Regions from separate parts of the Mus musculus genome. Here all the other regions are linked to region 3. The links are chromatin contacts, called in public promoter capture Hi-C maps. All regions are on one chromosome and are shown on one strand. The core of a region is the stretch at or near the end of the contact, and the rest is flanking DNA. Distances in the headings are between cores, read along the strand shown. Region 1 holds the start of Zfp382 (zinc finger protein 382). Region 2 holds the start of Zfp420 (zinc finger protein 420). Region 3 holds the start of Dll3 (delta like canonical Notch ligand 3).

Evidence for each region. Promoter capture Hi-C pulls out the DNA fragments that hold promoters and counts their contacts.
Region 1: a contact with region 3 is called in a promoter capture Hi-C map of liver, with 4 times the contacts expected there. The contact joins the promoter of Zfp382 here to the promoter of Dll3 in region 3. A contact is called at or near these places in 2 of 39 promoter capture datasets (both in liver) and 1 of 9 other capture datasets (liver).
Region 2: a contact with region 3 is called in a promoter capture Hi-C map of liver, with 5 times the contacts expected there. The contact joins the promoter of Zfp420 here to the promoter of Dll3 in region 3.

What each region holds. Positions count from the first base shown.
Region 1 is chr7:30,119,291-30,123,390 of GRCm38.p6, reverse strand. It overlaps Zfp382 (zinc finger protein 382), which reads right to left and starts at 1,459. Exons shown (of 5, transcript NM_001081007.2): 1 at 1,315-1,459. The coding sequence starts at 1,357.
Region 2 is chr7:29,857,578-29,861,383 of GRCm38.p6, reverse strand. It overlaps Zfp420 (zinc finger protein 420), which reads right to left and starts at 1,405. Exons shown (of 4, transcript NM_172740.2): 1 at 1,291-1,405; 2 at 316-368.
Region 3 is chr7:28,299,858-28,303,812 of GRCm38.p6, reverse strand. It overlaps Dll3 (delta like canonical Notch ligand 3), which reads left to right and starts at 2,028. Exons shown (of 9, transcript NM_007866.2): 1 at 2,028-2,129; 2 at 2,248-2,529; 3 at 3,589-3,646. The coding sequence starts at 2,067.

The sequences.
Region 1 (4,100 bases), core at 210-2,709, 1.8 Mb before region 3:
AATTACCAGGAATGAGACTGGTCTTAGAAGTAAAAGCGTACTTTTAAAAATAATTTTAGGAACAGAAAAATCCACTTCCACAGATGTGCAGAACGTGGTATTTATGTGTGGAAAGTGCTACTCTTCCTGCAGGCTCCCATGCAACACCTTTCATCTCAAAACTTCCTATTTACCATCCTGATCCCAGGTTATTGGCCTCACCACGGGGAATTATGAAAATCTTACCTATTCCATTCCAACATTAGTATCTTTATATTTGCTAAGTTACTACTTCAAATTTTTCTCAAGCAGGCTTGCTGGTACTAATCTGATAATCAAATAGTACATAACTTCCAGGCTTGGTGGTGCACACACCACACGGAATCCCAGCAGTTGGGAGGTTAAAGTAGGGGGAATCACTGCCAAGTTTTAGGCCACCCTGTGCTACGAGAGAGTTCAGAGGCAACTTGGTATAGATAATGAACCTGTCTAAAAAAAAAATTACACATACGTGATCGCACAGCATACCTCAACCATTTAAATATTAACGGTACTACAAGCCAGGTGGTGGAGGCACATGCCTTTAAATCACAGCGGGGGGGCGGGGGGCGGGGGGGCGAGGGGGCGGGGGGGGGCGGGGGGAGAGGGCAGAGGGCAGGGGGCAGGGGGCAGAGGGCAGAGGGCAGAGACAGGTGAATCTCTGAGTTTGAGACCAGCCTGGTCTGCAAAGCGATTTCCAGGACAGCCTGTCTCGGGGGAAAAAAATCCCCCCCCAAAAAAATACACACACAAAATTATGAGAAATTACAGAAGAACACACACGTGTGCTTAGTGATAACCTTTCAAACATCCTTCAGAAAAATCAACCTACTGCTTCACATGTCATTCACGAGGACAGAACATGATAGAATTCCAGGCAAAATCACTCACAATCACGTTCACAAATCACTTTCAATTCTCCAATCTCCTACAGGAGTCATACCCAATCTAAAAATAGACGCAGGCCGCTATAACCCTAAGCAAAATCCCGCCATCCAGCTTTCACATCCAAGAAGATCGCGATCACTTTATGGCTCTCCCTCCCGCCCCCAAATAATCAGGATGAGCTGAGGGAGCCAAACCACAACATGCTCCCCACATCCTCACACGCAACGCTCGTGATGCCCAGGGACCTGTTCCCAGCGACAGAGTGTCCTCGAGTTTAACACGAAAACTACCCCTTCGGGTCACCGGCAGTCATCCTCGGTGTCACGCCCACGGGCCACACCCGAGGCCCTGTGCAGCCGTTGAGTGTCCCGGTCCCGCTTCCTTAACCTTCTTCCTCCCCAAAATTACCAGGCCTGGCTCGGCCTCTCGGTTTCCTCCCCGGTCTTCCCATCTGGATTCGATCTCTCGGTCGCCCTCCAGATCCGGAGCATCCACTGCGGTCCTCAGCCTCTCCCAACGTCTCGAACCGCCCCGCCTCCGCTCAGCCGTCTACGCCTGCGCACTCACGCCGGGGGCTCGCTCTCCCAGGAGCCTCCGGGGCGGCCCGTTAGTTGCCGCGCGCGCCTCTCCCTCGCCCCGCGCTTGCACCAGCGTCCCCTTGGCTGGGGCGGGTGGGAGTCAGCTGCCTGCTACGGTCTGTGGCCGCGCGCGGGAGTGCATGGCTGCGTCAGTGTGGGGTGTGCCCACAGGGGAGCTCTGAGACTGATTCTGATTAGGTTTGGGTGATTGAACGCGGACCGAGCGGTTTGCGATCCCATACTGTGACCAATTGATCTTGTGACAGCACTGTGCTTTGATCCTATTGGGACCGACGCAGCCCCCACCCCCTTTGACTTCTGAGTTTGGTAGAATTTCATTTTGACCACCCTAGGCTGAGAATTATGTCTTGTAACTGTCGAAAAGCGCGAGGGGTGGCCTCTGTTGCATTCTTGTTCAGTCTGTACGCAATGTCTTTCCCAAGGGTAATTCAGAGAACGCATAAGGTTTCTCTTCCTCCGACAGGGAGGTGAGGGTAAAGGGATGGCAATGAAAAGTTCCATGATTTCTTGGAATGTGTGCTGAGGTTTCTGTCACTGCCTCTGTCGCCTCACCGGTGACATTGCCAGACTACACAGCGTGGAGTGACTTGGCTATTAAGGAGAAAGTTGGTATTTGAAACCTAGAACGACGATTCAGGTTTAAAAACCACACAGCCTTGTATGGAGATCTCACAATGGGAGTCGTCGTCGTCGTCCCCCCCCCCCCCAGATTGAAGTGCAAGCGAAGATAGGATATTGAAGTTCTAAGGATAGGATTCCAAAGATTGTTTTAGAAGTTATGTGTCATTAATAATTTTCCAAGGATTTATATCCAATATGATGCATTAATCAGTTATTCCATAGACGAAGCCACACCGATTGATTCTATTTTGGACCAAATACTGTTCCATCTGAAAGTGCTACTTAATCTCAATTGTATGATTTTCTTGTGAAGGAAAACCCTACTATCAAAAAGGTTATTGTATTGATGAAATGCGATTTTTAAAATGTACTAGACTTTGTAGCTGATTCGCTCTGTTCTTAGTGCAGGACTCTGTCAATTTTTCAACCCATTTCCTCACGTTGTTCAAAATAGATTTCTTTCCCAATACTTTAGGAAAAAAAAAATTGCTAAGGCTGGCCAGTGGTGGCACATGCCTTTAATCCCAACACTTGGGAGGCAGAGGCAGGTGGATTTCTGAGTTCGAGGCCAGCCTGGTCTACAGAGTGAGTTCCAGGACAGCCAAGGCTACACAGAGAAACCCTGTCTCAAAAAACCAAAAACAAACAAAACAAAACAAAAACAAAAAGTGCTTTAAATATATACAGGTTTTACTATGGTCACCCGTCCCCCCACCCCCACCCCCGATTTAGTAGTTTCACTGAGAAAAATATTTAATAACACAAGTTGTCCTAAATATTTAAACTTTTAACCCTATAAATATTGTTTGGCACCAAACTGCTATGCCCAAACATGAGGACCAGAGTTCAATCCTAGACCCACAGAGAAAGTTGTATATGACATGGTGCCTATAACCCCAGTGCTGGAAGGGCAGACAAGAATATCCCTGTGTTTCACTAACCAGCCAGCCTAGCTGAGTCTCCAAGATGCGGTGACAGACCCTGTCTCAAAACCCCAGGATGAACAGCTCCAGAAATGTGGCACCCAAGATTGCTTTCCAGCCTGCAGTCTAAGTCTCTCTCTCTCTCTCTCTCTCTCTCTCTCTCTCTCCCCCTCCCTCCCTCCCTCCCTCCCTCCCTCTCTCTCCTCTCCTCTCCTCTCCTCTCCTCTCCTTTTCTCTTTTGTTTTGAGATGGATCAGTCTCACTATTGTAGCTCTAGCTGGCCTGGTACTCACTTGTAGACCAGACTGGCCTCGAGCTCACAGAGACATGCTTGCCTCTGCCTCCCAAGCAGAAGGAGTAAAGGTATATATCACCAAATCTGGTACATTTTTTTAAAAAACATTTTTTGTAGATAGAGTCTTCCTGGGTAGTCCTGGCTGACTGGAGAGCTGCCTAACTCTGCCTCTGGAGTTCTGGGATTGAAGGAAAGTGCAACTGTGCCTGTCAGGAATATTCATTATTAATGATTTGGAATACATTTGCCATTTTCGGGGGGAGGGGGGGTGTATGTGCCCGGAGTTCCCGTAAATTATTTAAATGGTACTTCTCTTTGTTGTAACAGGAATTCAACCAAGCAGCTAGTTTTATTATACTTTAGTGTATGTAGGGAGAAAAAGGAACTGCCAATGATATTCAAATGAGTCATTTTGGTATCTACAACTTTGGAAATTATATATCAATTTATCCAAGATCACTAAGGAGCTCAGGAAGACATGTGAAACAGTACTCAAAAATAGATTTTCAAATTTTGTTACACAGATTGAATGACTTCCTCAAAATAATACTAATCTAAAACCAAGTTTCTTTTTTTTTTAAATTTATTTATTATTATACATAAGTACACTGTAGCTAACTTCAGATGCACCAGAAGAGGGTGTCAGATCCACCATGTGGTTGCTGGAATTTGAACCCAGGACCTTTGGAGGAGCAGTCAGTGCTCTTACCCACTGAGCCATCTCACCAGCCCGAAAACCACATTTCTTAGGAGGTA
Region 2 (3,806 bases), core at 156-2,655, 1.6 Mb before region 3:
AAATTACACATTTTCATTACTCTCAAAATATAAACATCAAATGCCATTGAGTTAATGCATGCCTTTAACCCAGAACTTGGAAGGAAGAGGACGATGGGTCTTTATGATTTCAAGGCCAGTGTGTACTACATAAAGAGGTTCAAACCAGGCAGAGACCTGCCTCAAAAATAAGTAAATAGGAATAAATAAATTGCCTTGTTCCTCCATTATAAGAGAAGACTTGGGTAGGAGACAGTCACAAAAACAACAATAAAGTAAAACAAAGATCGTTTTCTGACATGATAAAGGCTGTTGAGGAGACAAATATCTGCTTACCTCAAACTTCCCTTCTAGATGGACAATGGCCATTTTTCCTCTTCTGTGTTGTACTTTGAGAATAAAAAAGTTAAATGAGATGCTATGTTGTTCTTGCCATATACTCTGAATTAGAGACAACCTCTTCCTCCGTCCCCACAGAGGGGTTAAGTCTTTACATTCTGGGAGTAATTGGGGAGAGACAAAGTCACAAGCAACTCAGGATCCTTTGGTAGATTCATGGTGGGGACCCCCCATGAATTCCAACAAAATTTCACCGTTGTACCCTACCACATCAGGGAAGGATCACAGGTAGAAACAAGAAAATTTCCACAGTCACATTGCTAGTGTCACAATTTACACTGTCAGAGCTACACCGTTGGAGCACTAACTCGTATATAGGACCCAAGCATGTACAATAACCAAACATTCTGTCAGGGACAAATACTGTCAGCGACATTCTTTTACAAGGGTGAACTTCTACTTTCTTTACAATCATGAGTACAGCACACAGCATCCTACAGTCACACACATACACACACGTACACACATAAACACACACGCATACATTCATACACACGCACTCACACAGTCACCCAAATGGGAGAACACTATAAAAGTCACAGGCGACGGAAACAAGCAATCGTAATCTCAGTGACACTATCACACATGTCTTCCGAGGCAAGCCAGTTATGCACAGGATACCAGGTACATCAACAACCTCAGAGTGACATAAACATCTAAATACCTCGCTATAACAGCACCGTTTCTCCACCATACACGTGGGCCGACACCATCAGTCCCAGAAACATCTCTAGTGAGATAAGCAACAATCACACACACCCTTGTGTGTCACAACTCATTCACACACAGCACGCCAACCACAAACCAAGGGTCGCAACAGGCTCCAAAAGCACAGGCTTGTGGCGTATACACGGGAGACACCGCCACCTAATGCCACAGACACGTCCTCCAGACGTTCCTCAGCACGCTCACCTCCGAGGGAAGCTCAGGGTCCCGCCTCCTGCGCCGGGCTCCACTACAGGCAGCCTGCTCTATGGGATGCTTAGGAGATCCTCCAGACACAACCCTCTCGTGACGCAAGTACCCCGAACTCTCGCCAGGAAACGGAAACGGCGTTCTGCTCCCGGTGGCTCTGGGAAATGTAGTCCAATGGCTGGGGCCAATGCCTGCCCCCCCCTCCCTCCCCTCCACCTTCTCTCTCACCCCTCCCTCTTTCCCTTCCACCTCTCCCCTCCCTTCCCCCTCTCTCCTTCCAAACCGCTCCTCTTTCCTCCCTCTCTCCCCCCAATCGCAATATTTGTGAGGTGATTTATACCTGTGGTAATGAGATTTTATACCACATGTGGGGTTGCTCAACAGAGATTCAGCCACTGTAGTTTGTTTGTGAAGGGTCACTACATATTTCTGGAATAATTGACTAGTTGCTCATGATGATCTGTGTTATCTTTCACCTGTATCCACTTCCAAACGACTTTCAAAGAACCCTTAAGTTTCCACTTCATTGGTTTGAAGGAGAATGGCCCCCACAGGCTCATATATTTGGATGTTGGTTCTCAGTTAGGAGATGTGGCCTTGTTGCAGGGGTGTACCTCTGTAGGTGGGCTTTGAGGGTTCAAGCCCAAGTGAGGCCTTAGAATCAGATGTGAGTTCTCACCTACTTGCTCTAGGGCAGAGCCTGCCTGATGCCATATTTCCTACCATGTTGACCACAGACTCACCCTCTGAAACTGTCTGCAAGCCTCTAATTAAAAGTGTTTTTTTCTTTTTTTCAGCCAGGCAGGGCTGACACACTCCTTTGATCCTAACACTTGGGAGGCAGAGGCCAGCAGATCTCTAAATTCAAGGCCAGTCTGGTCTACAGAGCAAGTTCTAGGAGAGCCAGGGCAATACAGAGAAACTCTGTCTTGAAAAAACAAAAGTATTTTTTCCTCCCAGAGGCAGAGTTAGGTGAATCTCTGAATTTGAGGCCAGTCTGGTCTATAGAACAAAGTCTAGGATACTCAGGGTTACACAGAAAGACTCTGTCTCTCTCATTCATATATATATATATATTTTTTTTTCCAGTAAGCTTGTATTTTTCAAAACCAACTTAAGTGTGCTTAAATGCTTTAACCTCCCTTCTAGCCTACCACCCACCAGAGGCAGTGGAAAGGAAAGGTTAATAGGGCAGAGGAGGATGTGGGCTGTTTAGAAATAGTTCTTTGGGGCAATCCCAGTCTTTGTTGTCAGGATAGCAGCAGGCAGTTCAATTCACAGGAATCAGCAGTGGTAGCTCGACTCACTTGTAAGCAATATTCACGAATCAGCCATAGCAGTGGCTTGCGTCCATCCAGAAGAAACCTCAAGGCTCTTCCAAATTGGCCAGAGTCCACAGAAGCAGCAAGAAGCCACTGGAATGCCACCGGAAGTTCTTTGGTGTGTTTCTCTCTACGAAATCACAACAAACGGTGACTAGCAAAGAATAGCAAGATGACCCACTGTCACCCAACACCTATGTCTGTTGGGTTATACTTATACCCTTTTCAAACATCACATGTTCTCTCAAGCATCTGCTAACAAAACATCACATGCCTTCTTTCCAAGTAGCTTCCAGAAAAACACCACGTGTCTGTTCTCAGCAAAACAACTTCCCACATGTCTGCTTCAGCACAACCATAAGACAGTTTCCAGAAAACTATCCATGTCACAAAGAGACCAGAACTTTCCACTTCATTTTCCTGTGTTGCCTTAGTCATGGGGTCTTCTCACAGCAATAGGAGAGTATCTAAGACAAATGCAGTGCCTACCTCGGGAAGGAACTGCTACAGGAATGGAGGCCAAAGGGAAGCTCAGCTTTACCTAGAATGTGGAGCAAGTTTTCTACAAGAAGAAGAAATCTACACATTATCTTGGTAATGAAAAATAAATAGTGAAGACACATTCAAAGTGGGCATTAAGAAGACTGTGTATAATGGCAAAATTTTCAGGATTTGACAAAATAAGAATTTGGCACACAGGTGAATATGGAAGAAATTGACTCTAATGCCAGGAAAGGAATGACAAGGATGAGAACAAGCAGGGAAAGAGGGAGGAGTCCTTCTTCCATGTCCTTAATGTAGGTTTCCAGGTGTGGCCCTAATTAGAGGCAGATCTTTCCACCCCAAAAGATCTGGATTAAAGGTGGGTCTTCCTACCTCAAAGGTCCAGATAAGAAGTAGACCCCCCTCATCAAATGATTTAATTAAGAAAAAAATCCCTCACAGGTGTGCTCGTTTTGGAGTTTTATTTAACTTGAGATGCAGTCAAGTTGTCAACTAAAATATCCATAATAGATGCTTGTAAAACAAATAAAACAATAACTATATTTAGAGACAATATTCAAGGCTTGTCACAATATAACATAATCACATTTTGTTCAAGAGACAGACAAACAAAACCTACCAAAGTCATATCATCCAAAAATTAATGCTCCAAGCTTGCCATCAACCATGATTGATATTACAGATAAT
Region 3 (3,955 bases), core at 779-3,278:
AGGAGAGAATTGAACATAGGTGCAGGAGCCCTGAGACAGTGCTCATATGATGAGGCGGGAAGCATTTAACCCCAAATGCCCTGTTCTCCAGGGCTCTCTGTGTGGAGTCGTTTGTGTGTATAGTCATGTCCCCTCCTCACACCCCAAGACAGTAGTGAACAAGGCTGCTAGGAAGCAGTGTCCTACTGTTCCCTCAGGGGAGATGTAAGGCAGGCAGTTGTGGGGGGATAGAGATAAAAAATGGGGGCAGAGAAAAGGGGAACACATAAGACTATAATTCTAGCTATTCGGGAAACAGGCAGGCAGGAGTGTGGAGGGTTTTGGGCTGGCCACTCTGTCTCAGACTAGGCAAGGGCTGGGGTGGTAGCTCAGCCGGAGTGCTAACCTAACAGGCATAAGGAGTGTTCACAGGAAAGAGAACTGAGGAGAGAAGCAGTGGTTTGGGGCCTTAGAGGTGTTTGTTTGTTTTATATTTTTATATGTCTGGGGGCAGAGTAGGCATGGGCATCCGGTAAGAGAAGAGTGGTGGGGGTAGTTCCTGGCCATGTGGATCCACGGGTGAAAACAGGCTTGGCAGAAAGTGCCCTGCCTAAGTCATCTCACCAGCTGGAAGATGCTGTTTTAGACCGGATGGAATGATCTGGAGCGCCTCTTTGGAAGGTGTGTGCCAGCAGAGTCTACAGTGAGAGGAAAAGCTCCTGGGATGGCTGGTCGGGCAGGCATGATCGTCCCAGGGCCTCAGCCTTTGCTGTTCACAATGTGTTTGCTCCAGGATCCTCCTCACACCCCAGGCCTTAGCAGGGGCTCTGTTTCTGTGCGTAACAAAGTCCTAAACAGCTAAGACTTTCAGAAATCCCTTAAAGTCTGCTTTATTTGTGATTCAGAGCTCTGGAAATACCACCTTGCCTCGTGGTGAAGCAAAACCAGGTGTGGTAGGGTTTTGTGGTATTTTCCTGTATTGGTTTTGAGAAAGGCTTTATGTCGTCTAGGCTGGCTTCTTTCTCTTGTTTGTCCTGCTTCTGCACTGCTGGGATTACAGGTCTGCCATGCCCACCCACGCCTCTTTTTCGACTAAACATTTAGTGGGACTATAGCCGTCTCCCCTCTACAAGACAAATGTGGATATAGGAGCAACTTATATTTTCCCTAAAATTACTAGCTCTGAGTATTAACTTAGTATTTACTGGGGGTGGGGAGTGGGTTTCCTCTGTTTCTGCAGCCTTGCTCACCGTCTGACTTCAGCACACTAGCCTGGGCACCTGCACCTAAATTGTTTTACTTGCCTGGATCCTGCGAAATCCCACCTCCTCGCCCCCCGGGGTGGGATGAGCAGCTCCATTCATCTGGGGTGGAGAGTGGGGCCCTGGTGCCCGAAGACTGAAGACTAATTTCCTGTCCGTTTGCCTCTCACACCTTCCTGAGCCCAAATGGGAGGCCCAGCTGCGGCCCAAGGGGGAGGGGCACGGCCGCCCGGCAGATGGCGACATTTACATACAGCTGGGAGGCCCCTCCAAGACCAGGATCCTAGCCTGGCGTCTGGTGGCGATACTGGCTTCGCGGAGGGGGGGCTTTGTTTTAAGAAGGGGAAACACACATGCATACACACGAGAGGTCTTCCACAAACACACAGGGGTCCACACAAAGAACTCAGGATTCTTCCTCACCGCCTCCTCTGTGGGGCTCCGAAACACAACCTCACACACAGCCGGCTGGAGACGCATTCACTGCACTCATGGGTTCATAGGGTCCTCCACAGCGGACAGGAGCTCACATAAGTACATACATGATAGAGAGGAATGCACCTGTATTTCCGTTCTCCCACTTCAGTACGCACAGTATCTTAGAAATTAACCCCTGCCGCTTTCAGATTGGCGCATGCAATCACACTCAGGATGAACCTCACCAAGTCGCCCACATAGAGTTACTGTATCCCTTTCCCTGGGACCCCTCTCGGCCGGTAGCTAAAAGACTGGCCTGAAGGGGCGGAGCGTCCCCTCAAATATAAGACTCCGGCATCCAGCAGCTGCGACTCCTGAGACTATTTCCCCATCCTGTCCCCCAAAGCAATGGTCTCTCTGCAGGTGTCTCCGCTTTCCCAGACGCTGATCCTGGCTTTTCTTCTTCCTCAGGTCAGATACAGAAAGGAAAGGAACAGATGGGGTTGGGCCGAGACCTGGAGGTCTTAGAGACTTTCATGGGGCACACAGATACCTAGGTCCCTTAACCTTGTGGCCCTCTCTGTCCCAGGCACTGCCAGCTGGTGTCTTCGAGCTACAAATTCATTCTTTCGGGCCAGGCCCAGGCCTCGGGACCCCACGCTCCCCCTGCAACGCCCGAGGCCCTTGCCGCCTCTTCTTCAGGGTCTGCCTGAAGCCCGGAGTCTCCCAGGAGGCCACCGAGTCCCTGTGCGCCCTGGGCGCAGCACTGAGCACGAGCGTCCCGGTCTATACGGAGCACCCCGGAGAGTCAGCGGCTGCCCTGCCGCTGCCTGATGGCCTCGTACGTGTGCCCTTCCGCGATGCTTGGCCGGTGAGTCCAACCTCCACCTCTTTCTGTCCCCCCCCAGCTCCCGACACCATCCCGTGCCCCAGAGCCTTTACTACCCCCTCCTCTCCGAAACCCACATTCCCAGACCCCCTCCGCTATTCTCTTCAGGGATGTCTTAAAACTGGGCTTCTCATCTTTTTGTGGTTGTGTGTGTGTGTGTGTGTGTGTGTGTGTGTGTGTGTGTGTGTGTGTGTGTTATACTCACGAATACGCTTTACAGCGATATGTGGACAATTTCAGTTCTGCCCTTTATTTACCATGTGGGACCCAGGGGGTTGGACTAAGGTTTTCAGTAAGTGTTTTTTACCCAGTGAATCCTCTTCTCATCCTGTTTTGTTGTTATTGTTTGTATTTTGTTTTGTATTTTTAGAGACAAGCCTGGCTGTCTCTGAGTTCACTATGTAGCTAAATCTGGTCGTGAGTTCCTGATCCTCCTGTCTTCACTCACTCCCATCTCCCAAGTGCTGGAGTTATGGGGTGCAATAGCAAGTCGAGTTGGGGTCTTTGTCTTTATTCTAGATCTCTTCTTTGGACCTGGGGCTCCTCTCAAGCACTTTCTTGAGGTCACCTAATCTCTCATGTTTCCAGCCTTAGTTCTTTTGGTTGGGACATCAGGTCACTTACTGAATCCTGGTCCCCATCCCTGTACCCTGCACATCTCAAAAAGAATCAGGGCCCGTATTTGAAATGTAGACATTGTTGGGAACTTTTTCCATATTTTATTTCCTCACCTGTAGATGGGAACACCTTAGTATGTCCTTTTGGACAGGGTCTTGCTAGATACCCCAAACTAACCTCATATTTGAAACCCTCCTATCTCAGCCTCCTGAGCGCTGGGATTACAGGTATGTGCAAACACACTTGGCACAATGGCGTATCCAGAATGAGACCAAAATGCTCCTGGCTCCCGGGGCAGCTCCTTCTGGGAATGCTCCGTAGCTCAGTCCCAGAGCTGGCTTCCAGACTCCGTGCTGTGTTCTGGAGGTCAGTGAGCTTCCCTGACCACCGGCTTCCTCTCTTCGTTCTTCTCTGTCCAACCAGGGCACCTTCTCCCTCGTCATTGAAACCTGGAGAGAGCAGCTGGGAGAGCATGCTGGAGGTGGGTGTCTCACGGGTAGGAAGGGGCAGTGTTGAGTTCAGGACTGATAATGGGCTGCCTCTAAAGTGGAGCATTCCTGCTGGGCTTGTGATGTCATCATAGCTCCTAGGATGTGGTGCTGGGCTAGTGGTTTTGGATCTGTGGGCAATCTGGGTATAAATATAATTCAAAATTCCTAATGGTAGCAATGTAAAGACCATGTCCTGAGAGAGGTTGAGCATCTCTGACCCCAAAATGAGACAAAGGGCTCCAAAATCCATTTATTGTATCTTATCTGTTGTAATAGAGAAGAACTCCCCATATGCTATG